3 separate regions of the Mus musculus genome follow, and regions 1 and 3 are each linked to region 2. Evidence: chromatin contacts called from public promoter capture Hi-C data. All regions are on one chromosome and are shown on one strand. The core of a region is the stretch at or near the end of the contact, and the rest is flanking DNA. Distances in the headings are between cores, read along the strand shown.

Region 1 (3,444 bases), core at 307-2,806, 290 kb after region 2:
GGCCAATGCTGTGACGTGAGGACATGAGGGACTTTACCCACCTCGATATGCCGAGGCGCTGATGTGAATTTCTTCCCCATTCTGTCTGTGGCAATGGCTACAAGTGTGGTTTGTCCAACAGTGACAGCACGGAGCATGTAGTTTTCAGAGTACTCATCCTGATCTTCCATTAATCTGCAAAGATCCATGTGGTACCAGTGAGAAAGATCTGGCAGTTGTCTGTCTGTTTCAGACAGCATCCCTCTATGCAGATCTGGCTGTCATGGAACTTACAGAGATCTGCCTTCCTCTGCCTCCTGGTGCTGGGATTAAAGGATTAATTAAAAATGCCACTAAGCCCTGCTGAGGTCAGGTTTTGAGAAGGATCAGTAATTCATCTTTCTAAGATGCTTAATGTATTTTAATTCTTGCTAAATGAACCTTCCAGAAAATGAATCTCCAGAGTCAAGACTAATTTCCTGCGATGACAACAAATTCCTGGGGAGCAGAACCTTTCTTCCAGGCAGAAAGGATTAAGTGTGATAAGAACAGCGACAGCATTGCGAGGACCAAATTCCCGAGCAGACAGAATCTCATAGAATCCAGGATGGCCTTGAACTCACACTCCTGTCTCCACCTCCCAAGGCTGGGATGGCAGGTGTAAGCCACTGTGCTCAGGGGATTCTTTTTTGTTTTTTTTTTAAGATTTATTTATTTATTTTATTTATATGAGTACACTGTTGCTCTCTTCAGACACGCCAGAAGAGGGCATCAGATCCCATTACAGAGAGTTGTGAGCCACCATGTGGTTGCTGAGAATTGAACTCAGGTCCTCTGAAGAGCAGCCAGTGCTTTTAACTGCTGAGCCATCTCTCCAGCCCCCTCAGGGAATTCTTGTATGCCTTCTTTTTTGAAGGAGACTATCAAGAAAGTTTGTTAGCAATTTTTGAAGGCCTTCCAGGTTAAGGCACTCCCAGAATATAACATCCAAGGAGAGTTTTAGAAAACAAAAACAGAAATGGCATATTTTAGTGCTTAAACTAAATGACATATTTTAGTGATTTAGGGATTTGAATGTTTTAATTTTAATATTTAATTTTATGCTTTTATTTTTCGTATTTGGTTTACATGCATGTCTGTGCATCACTTGTGTGTCTGGCCAGAAGAGGGTGTTGGATCTTCTGGAACTGGAGCTATAGACTGTAACAGGCTGTACACCGCCAAGCAAGTGCTGGAAATCAAACCCAGATCCTCTGGAAGAGCAGCCAGTGCTCTAACCACTGAGCAATCTCTCCAGCCCCATTATTTTAACTTTTGAGGGAGCCCTGTATAACTCAGTCTGGCCTTAAAATTGTGATATTTGAGTCTCAGCCTCCTGAGTGCTGGGGTTACGGGTGTGCACCACAGCACCCAGCCTAAATGAATACTTCCCAGGGACACTGACAGAGAACAGAGTATGTTCAAAGAAAACTACAGAAAGGACAGAAAACAATCTGACTAAACTAAGGGAAGCCGAGAGGCCACGAGGAGGGAGACTCTCATCGTAGGAGAGAAGAGGTACTGAGTGGCACTCACCTCAGGGTGACGATGGCAGATGCCAGCTGCAGCCTGACTTCCATGTTTCTGAAGTACTTGTTCCGGAAAGGGTGTTTGGACGAGCCAAGAACCCTCACAACCACTAACACGGTTTTACCGATCTCAACCTAGTAGTTGAAAAAAGCCAGCAAGTGACAGGTATCCGTTAAGTAAGGATGGCTACATTTTGAGGGGCAGACATTTCTGTGCATGCTGGATGTTCCTGGTATGCCTCTGGTCAACTTACCCCGAAGCTGTGTGTACTATGTCGTCCCCATCTTTCCCTCCCTCTTCATGGATTCCTTCACTCCTTTCTTTTTAATTACTTGAATTTACTTGAATGTATGTATGTATTTACTTGAATGTATGTGCACACCTGTATGCACCGTAGTGCCAGGGAGATGAGAGGACAATTTGCAGGAGTTATTCTCTTCTTTCACCTGTGAGTCTAGGTAACCTCAGGCTTGGCAGTAGGTACCCTTACCAGTGAGCCACCTAGCCATCCATCTCCTAGCCATCCATCTCTGCCTGTGTCTCCTCTTCTTCTGTGGCCCAGGCTGGCCTGAATCTCATTTAGAACAGGATGGTTTTGAACTCACAGAGATTTGCTTGACTCTACCACCTGCATTCAGGGATCTCTCTCTCTCTCTCTCTCTCTCTCTCTCTCCCTCTCTCTCTCTCTCTCTCTCATTAAGTCAGTGTCTAACCCTGTAGCCTAGGCTGGTCTGGATCTCACTGTGTGCCCCATGTTAGCTTCAAACTTATGGCAATCTTAGCCTCCTGAGTTCTGAGATTGTAGGAGTTAGCCTCTAGCCTTTTGGATTTTGTTGTTGCTTTGATAGGGTTTTGTATTCTAAAATAGCCTTGAACTCACTATTCAGTGGATGTCCTCACCTCCCGGGATTATAAACTTGCACCATTACACCTGGTGTATTGGTATGGAGAGTGAACCCAGGGCTTTATGCAGTCCAGGCAAGGACTCTATGGACTGACCTATATCCCCAGTCTTTTCTAGGATTTTACATTTTTATTTATTAGCCAGATAGTAGGGTACGTCATTAATCCCAAAATTTGGGAGATAGAGTCAGATAGATCTCTATGAATTCGAGGTCAGCCTGGTTTAAAGAGTGAGTTCTAGGATAGTCAGGCATACACATTAGAAATCCTATTTTGAATCCCCCATATGTATAGTTATAGGTATAGGTATAGGTATAGGTATAGGTATAGGTATAGGTATAGGTATAGGTATGCATGTGTGTGTATGTGTGTGTGTGTATATATATATATATATATATATATATATATATATATATAGAGAGAGAGAGAGAGAGAGAGAGAGAGAAAGAGAGAGAGAGAGAGAGAGAGAGGACAGTTTCTCTGTGTAGCCTTGGTTATCCTGGAACTCACTTGGTAGACCGGGCTGGCCTTAAGCTCAGAGATCTTCCTGCCTCTGTCTCCCCAGTGTGGGATGTGCTATCACCACCCAGCTTTTTTTGTTTTCTTGAGAAATGGCTTCTCTATGTAGCTCTGGCTGTACTGGAACTCCCTATGTAGATCAGACTGGCCTTGAACTTACAAAGATCTGCCTGATTCTGCTTCTGTTGTGATTAAAGGCATGTACCACCATGACATGTTCTTTCTTGGATATTTTAAAATTAATTTTTTGTTAGCATTGCACTAGGCTTATATTTTCCTCACAACTCCCTTTTAGTTTTTGAACCAAGGTCTTCCAATGTAGCCTAGAGTGACCACAATGTCTTGATCTTTTTGATTCAGATACACATCACCATGCCTGGTTTAAGTGTGTTTTTAACATTTTGCTTATCAGTCCTGAATTAAGGCTGAAGCTTAGCAATTGGAAGAATTGCGGAGAAACCGAAACAGTATGGG
Region 2 (3,408 bases), core at 448-2,947:
CAGTGGTGGCGCTCGCCTTTGATCCCAGCACTCAGGAGGCAGAGGCAGGCAGATTTCTGAGTTCGAGGCCAGCCTGGTCTACAGAGTGAGTTCCAGGACAGCCAGGGCTACACAGAGAAACCCTGTCTCGAAAAACCAAAAATAAATAAATAAATAAAATAAATAAATAAATAAATAAATAAAAATTAGTATGGACAAAGATAATTAAATAAAACAAAGAGACTGCAAGTCTGCCTCCATAAAAAATCCTAACTCTTCATGTATAGAAAATAGACTTCAACAGTTTGCTTTCTCCACATAATACCTTTTTCTTTCCTTTCTTAACTAGATTTATTTTAAATCATACATATGTGTTTGTATGCCAGATGTATGTGTGTGTGTGTGTGTGTGTGTGAGAGAGAGAGAGAGAGAGAGAGAGAGAGATCCCCAGAGGTTCCCCTGGAGCTGGAATGCTGGAATAATGGTTATGAGCCACTTGATGTAGGTGCTGGGAACGGAACTCTGGTTCTCTGGAAGGGCAATAAACGTTCTTAACTATTGAACTATATCTCCAGCCCCAAGTACCCTTTTTTATCCTTTGACCCTCGGTGAGTTTTTCTCTCTTTGGAAGTTTTCCTGGCTCCAATCCAGGTAGAATTAATAGCTCTCATCTCGGTCTCTGGGCATATCCCTGTCTCTTTTTCCAGTGCTTAAAGTATATTGTGTTATGGTTATTTGTCCTCAAAACATATATAATAATATTATATATTTCATCGTTATGCCGTCAGCATTTAACTGGCACTTGACACAGCTGGTCCTCTTGAAATGTTTGCTGACCTTAAGATCCTGTTCGGGCTCAAGGCTGGCGAAGTTGATGGCGCAATACGGTTAATGAATGCGGATAACCATTAGAGGGCAGACTAATCCCATGGCGTTCCGTCCCAAAGACTCGCTCCTTCATTTATTCTTCCCGTGGTCATTTCCAACCAGAACTTCACAGTCCTATTTTAATGATCTTCCACACAAAACACTCACACGAGGTTACATCTCTTCTCTAGCCACCCACTCTCTCTCCCCAGTTTCCATCATTATTTGGGGAACTAAAGAGTTAACTCCACCCTCCCACCTGGTCATCTTGCTCTGTTAATCTGCGGGATCTGGGAGGCGGCGAAGAAGAAAGGGGAGGTACTCATTGATGGACTGGGTAACCCGGACTCTGGCTCGCCTCTACTTGATTGCCTTTTCCAGAAACCCTCCCAAACTCCTATAGCCACACACACCTTTCCCGGCCAAGATCCAAACAAACCTCTACTTTCCTCTTCCCTAGGAGCCAGGTAGAAAAGGGGGGTATAGGAGGGGGCGAGGGGGGGCAGCTTCCTCACACCCTTCCTCAGTCCTGGTTCCCCCGCGGCCTAGGCGCCCCGCCCGCGGGTGCTGCCAAGGGAGGGAAACCTTGCGCAGGGACAGCGCGGCGGGAAGAGGGTCAGCAATAACTGGCGCACGCGAGGGTGGGAACCAGCCATAGTCAGGGCTGGGAGGAAGGAGTTAAAGGACCGGGATTGGCTCCCCCGGCTCTCTTGTCGCCGAATCTGGGAGGGGAGGATTCGCTGCCTGGCTCGGGACCTTGTGGTCCCGTCCCCCCCACCCCCCCCCCACCCCGCCCCCGCCCGCCTCCGGAACGGCCGGAGACTTGGGCCAGCCGGACGCCCCTTCTGGCATACTCCTGGGGCAAGCGCGAGCGCACACTCCCCTTTCCTCGCTGGCGCACCCGCTCCCCTCGCTCTTCTTAGATCGCCCTCTCGTTCTCTCGCTCTCCACGGACTCCCTTCGGGTGCTGCGCTCGCTCTCACCTGCTCTAAAGCACCCTCCGCTCTCGGACGCTCCCAATTCCGCGCTCCTGCTCGACGGCGGGACAGTCGCAGCCTCGGCAGGCAGCTTGCTCTCGCCGCTGCGGCTTCAACCCAGCCCCCTCCCTCGCTACGGCTCGGGCGCTCTTGACTCCCGACCCTCGCCTCTGAGCCCGAGGACGGCGATCAGACCATGGTGACAGCGCTGCTCCGTCGCTGCGCTCGCTGAGGCCATGCCGGGTTCCCGACGCGTCCGTCCGCGCCTAAGGGCGCTGCTGCTGCTACCGCCGCTGCTGCTGCTCCGAAGCGGCCACGCGAGCGACCTGACCGTGGCCGTGGTGCTGCCGCTGACCAACACCTCGTACCCGTGGTCTTGGGCGCGTGTAGGGCCGGCGGTGGAACTGGCTCTCGGGAGGGTGAAGGCTCGGCCGGACTTGCTGCCGGGTTGGACGGTCCGTATGGTGCTGGGCAGCAGCGAGAACGCGGCGGGCGTCTGCTCCGACACCGCTGCACCGCTGGCCGCGGTGGATCTCAAGTGGGAGCACAGCCCCGCGGTGTTCCTGGGCCCCGGCTGCGTATACTCTGCTGCCCCGGTGGGACGCTTCACCGCGCACTGGCGGGTGCCGCTGCTGACGGCTGGCGCCCCGGCTCTGGGCATCGGGGTGAAGGATGAGTACGCGTTAACCACCCGCACAGGACCCAGCCATGTCAAGCTGGGCGACTTCGTGACGGCGCTGCATCGACGGCTGGGCTGGGAGCACCAGGCGCTTGTGCTCTATGCAGATCGGCTGGGCGACGACCGGCCGTGCTTCTTCATAGTGGAGGGGCTGTACATGCGGGTGCGTGAGCGACTCAACATCACAGTAAATCACCAGGAGTTCGTCGAGGGCGACCCGGACCACTACACCAAGCTACTGCGGACCGTGCAGCGCAAGGGCAGAGGTGAGGCTGGCACCCACCAGACGGCTGGCTCGCGCGGCCTGATCTCCGGCCAGTCCACAGCCTGGCATTCCGCCTCTGGGGGCCAGGCTTCCTCCTCTTAGAGTCTTGCCCAACTCCTACCTCAGAGTTTCTAGTTCTTTCTCTCTGCGCCGGGTTTGCATTCCTTCCCTCTCCCCCTCCCCTCCTGTCTCCCGTGACCTTCCTGCTGCGGACTTTCTTGACTTAAGCGCTGAAGGGCCTAGTTCTACTGCGCCCTCAGCTTCCTGGCTCTTCTCCGTGCTGTTTTCCCTCTAACTTACCACGTTCTTCCTCCAGTTACTTCTATTGCTCCCACATGAGCTCTCGAGCTCTCATGTCCCTTCTCTGGCTGGTTATTCTCTGATTCTTCCTGCAGTCTTGGTCCTCGTCTCCCCCCACACACACACACACACACACTCACACAGATGTACAGACACACATACACACACACACACACACACACACACACACACACACACCTTGCCCCACCTTCTCTTTCTTCCTCCCATTCCTCTCTCTTCCTATCCCTCATACCTCCTTCTCCCACCTTTCACATTCTCTTGACAAGGCCCAAGACTGAGCCAGGAGTTGCTATCCTTTAGAGACTACAAATCAGAATTCC
Region 3 (3,574 bases), core at 833-3,332, 260 kb after region 2:
TTGTTCTGTAAGCTGGGATTAAAGGCCTGTGCCACACCCTGAAAGTTGACATCTAATCTACATGACATGAATTAGTTGTGATAAACAGCTAATTTTTAACTTTGGTTTTGAAAGTCAGAAGTATACACATGCCGGGCAGTGGTTGGTGCACGATTTCTGAGTTTGAGGCCAGCCTGGTCTACAGAGTGAGTTCCAGGACAGCCAGGGCTACACAGAGAACCCCTGTCTCAAAAAAACCAAAAGAAAAAAAAAAAAAAAAAACCCTGTCTCCAAAGCAAGCAAGCAGGAGTATACAGGCATACTCCTTACCTAGAAAGATGAAAGAAGTTGATGCCAGCACAGCAAAGAGGGTAAACAGGAGGATCTGGTAAGAACCGACGAAGTTCTTGAAGACACCCGAGTCTTCACAGTGATCTGCGTTGCCGTAATGGGACATAATGGGATGATTACAGTAACATCCAGAATAGATGTCTTTGAAAATGTCCTAAAAAGCTTAAGAATATTGGCATGCATCTGTAATCCTAGCATATAGGTAGGTCCACATACCCTGTCTGAGAAAACCAGAGGACTAGTGGTGCTGGTGCTTCCCTGAGACCCCACACCAGGGAGGATCTCACATCAGAAGACAGTGTCAACTAACAGTGGTACTGTCTCAGATCCCCTGCTGCCCTGCAAATGGAATTCAGATTGCAGCTCTTAGAAAACTGAGGCTTTGGCTGGAGAGATGGCTCAGCAGTTAAGAGTACTGACTGTTCTTCCAGAGGTCCTGAGTTCAATTCCCAGCAACCACATGGGGGCTCACAACCATCTGTAATGGGGTCCAATGCCCCTTTTTGGTATGCCTGAAGACAGTGTACTTACATTAAATATTTTAAAAGATTGCTTTAGGGGCAGGGGTGGAAAAAAAAAGATTGCTTTATTTTTTAAAAAAATTATGTGAATACACTGTCACTGTCTTCAGACTCACCAGAAGAAGGCTTCAGATCCCATTACAGATGGTTGTGAGCCATCTCTCCAGCCCTAAATAAATATTGAAAAAAGAAAATTGAGGCCTTATCATCTTGTCCTTTTGTTTTTTGGTTCAGGAGTGTGAGAATCTTGTGTCCTCCCAAGTCAAAGTCTGCTGCTTGAAAACTTGTAAACTTGAAGCCCCGCCGGGCCTGGTGGCACACGCCTTTAATCCCAGCACTCCAGAGGTAGAGGCAGGTGGATTTCTGAGTTCGAGGCTAGCCTGGTCTATAGAGTGAGTTCCAGGACAGCCAGGGCTATACAGAGAAACCCTGTCTCGAAAAACAAAAACTTTTAAAAAACCCCAAAAAAAAACAAAAACCAACTTGAAGCTTCAAACTTGTGGCTTTATGCAGATTTAGTTTATATTTCTAATTTGTATGCTGGTACCATGGTACATACATGGAAGTCAGGACTTTTCTAGACTTAGACTTAGTCGGTAGACAGGACAAGTGCCATCTTGCTAGCCTGCTGATTCAGGTTCTGACTCTGTTCCTTATCTTCATGCTGTGTCTAGAGAACCTTTTACAGTAAGGTGGTGTGTACCCTCCCTCCCCTCCATACACACATTCCTGGCTGCATGCTAGATTGCCATGCAGCCAGGAATGACCTTGATATTTTGATCTTTTTGACTCTTACCTCAAGTGTTGGGATTATAGACATAGACTTTAGCCAGTTATCTGAGGTGCTTGCTAGGCCATGTACCCAGGGCTTTGCATACACTATGCAAATACTACCTGGATTACTTTACAGACAAAGGTTTTTTTTTTTTTTTTTGAGACAGGGTTTATCTGTGAAACAGATCTGTCTGCCCTCCACTTGTTCTGTAGAGCAGGCTGGCCTTGAATTCAGATCTGCCTGTCTCTTCCTCCTGCGTACTGGGATAAAGGGATGTGCCAACATGCTTGGTGTGCTGGATTTGTTTAAGGCCTAACTGCCTTTGCCTCCCTGGTGCTGGGATTAAAGGCATACGCCACCCCCTGCCAAACTAAGACTGGAGTGTTATGTACCCACAGGCCCTTGTGGTTCCTGTTACATTCCAATTGCATACCTGCTTGTGATCCTAGGCAGAGGCAAACCTGTCTACTTCCAGGCCAGTGAGAAACTGCCAGTCTAGGTGCCTGAGGCATGGCACACTGAAGGTTGACTGTTTCCATTCACACTCAGTGTGAATACCCACACATGAACAACAAACCCTACAGTTACCTCTTACCATATGTTGCTGTTTATATAAATATTTTCTGGGTCAAGGACCAAATAAATTTGAGCAGAATATTGTAGCATTGCCTAAGCCCATGTTTGGTGACCTACCTAACACTTGATTTCTGGACATTTTAATGTTTGGTGGGGATCAGATGAGCTCACATGACTTAATGAATGAGCTGAAGATGGGTTGAATGTTATAGCTGCTTCTACCTGGCAAGGCTGCATTGGTAAGTTGTATACTTCTTTATCTTTCAAATGCTGGGGTTACAGCTTTGGGCCACCAGGGTCACCGTGCTCAGCCTAAGTATAAAATACATTTGAGGCTGACAGTGTAGATCAGTTGGTACAGTGACTGCCCTGTATCATGAAAGTGGGGAAGATGAGAAGTCAAAGGTCATCCTACCTTCCTACATTCGGAATTAAAGTCCGTCTCCTGGAATACACAATAACGATAAAAAGGTCTGAGTACTGTATACCTAAAGTTGCAGCATTCGGGATGTGTAGGTCCTTAGGAACATGGCTACAAGGAGCTGCAGGTACAGGGTGAGACCTTGTCTTTATGAAAACCAGGGAGAGCAGTGTAGACTAGGGAGCCAGAGATCTGAGCGTGAGTTCAGTTCTAGCCTGGCCAACGCTTAGTGAGACTCAGCCTCTAGAGCAGAAGGCCCATTGTGAATACATTCCTTTCCCGTGTGGATTAAAATTCGTTCCCAGTGGGGCTGGAGAGATGGCTCTGTGATTAAGAGCACTGGCTGCTCTTAAAGAAGTCCTTAAGTTCAATTCCCAGCAATTACATGGTGGTTCGCAACCATCTGTAGTGGGATTTGATGCCTTCTAGTGTGCATGAAGATCACATACTCATACATAAAATAAATCTTAAAAAGTCCCCAGAAAGCCGGGCGTGGTGGCAGACACCTTTAATCCCAGCACTTGGGAGGCAGAGACAGGCGGATCTCAGAGTTCAAGGGGAGCTTGGTCCACAGAATGAGTTCCAGGACAGCCAAGGCTACACAGAGAAACCCTGTCTCGAAAAAAAAAAAAAAACAACAAAAACGACCCCAGAGCTCACCTGCACCAGATGCATCTTTTGCTCTGACTATCACAGCTTCTTGTTGATTGGTCAGTGCACAGGAAACATTAATGAAAGCGGGTGATGACATCTGCTGGAAGGCAGTGAAGTTGACTATTCTTACTAGGTAGACAGTTAGGCCTGTCGTGAGCATTGAGTGCTTATAGCCAGACACTGCTAGAAAGGGGGAGCTGTGGAAGACCTTGGAGGAAAGAGAAAATACTTGTTTCAAAGAAGACAAATTAGTGTTGTCTCTGTTAGTACAAGAATTTTCAAGATTCAGCTAGCCAG

The links. Promoter capture Hi-C pulls out the DNA fragments that hold promoters and counts their contacts.
Region 1: a promoter capture Hi-C map of the HPC-7 cell line shows a contact between it and region 2. The contact joins the enhancer-like site here to the promoter of Npr1 in region 2. A contact is called at or near these places in 11 of 39 promoter capture datasets (the C10 cell line, the HPC-7 cell line, cranial neural crest and 7 more) and 2 of 9 other capture datasets (adipose tissue and liver).
Region 3: a contact with region 2 is called in a promoter capture Hi-C map of embryonic stem cells. The contact joins the enhancer-like site here to the promoter of Npr1 in region 2. A contact is called at or near these places in 19 of 39 promoter capture datasets (the 3T3-L1 cell line, 3T3-L1-derived adipocytes, the C10 cell line and 13 more), 2 of 15 datasets of contacts at CTCF or cohesin (large pre-B cells and stem cell-derived epiblast-like cells), 56 of 484 Hi-C or Micro-C datasets (the 63-12 cell line, B cells, the Ba/F3 cell line and 36 more), 17 of 115 datasets of contacts at active chromatin or transcription factors (the 230-238 cell line, the HPC-7 cell line, bone marrow-derived dendritic cells and 10 more) and 5 of 9 other capture datasets (adipose tissue, embryonic stem cells, liver and 2 more).

The regions. Positions count from the first base shown.
Region 1 is chr3:90,172,568-90,176,011 of GRCm38.p6, reverse strand. Nup210l (nucleoporin 210-like) reads right to left here. Exons shown (of 40, transcript NM_029937.2): 22 at 1,555-1,682; 23 at 42-174. Among named protein-coding and RNA genes, the nearest start is that of Gm24185, 24 kb to the left of the region's middle. Within about 2 kb of position 1,556, at least 1 of the 459 cell types and tissues checked has an H3K27ac peak or open chromatin away from gene starts, as enhancers often do.
Region 2 is chr3:90,464,155-90,467,562 of GRCm38.p6, reverse strand. It overlaps Npr1 (natriuretic peptide receptor 1), which reads left to right and starts at 1,697. Exons shown (of 22, transcript NM_008727.5): 1 at 1,697-2,768. The coding sequence starts at 2,060.
Region 3 is chr3:90,207,194-90,210,767 of GRCm38.p6, reverse strand. It overlaps Nup210l (nucleoporin 210-like), which reads right to left. Exons shown (of 40, transcript NM_029937.2): 37 at 3,284-3,485; 38 at 310-414. Among named protein-coding and RNA genes, the nearest start is that of Rps27, 4.7 kb to the left of the region's middle. Within about 2 kb of position 2,082, at least 23 of the 459 cell types and tissues checked have an H3K27ac peak or open chromatin away from gene starts, as enhancers often do. A contact at or near this core is called in trophoblast stem cells, where this site is marked.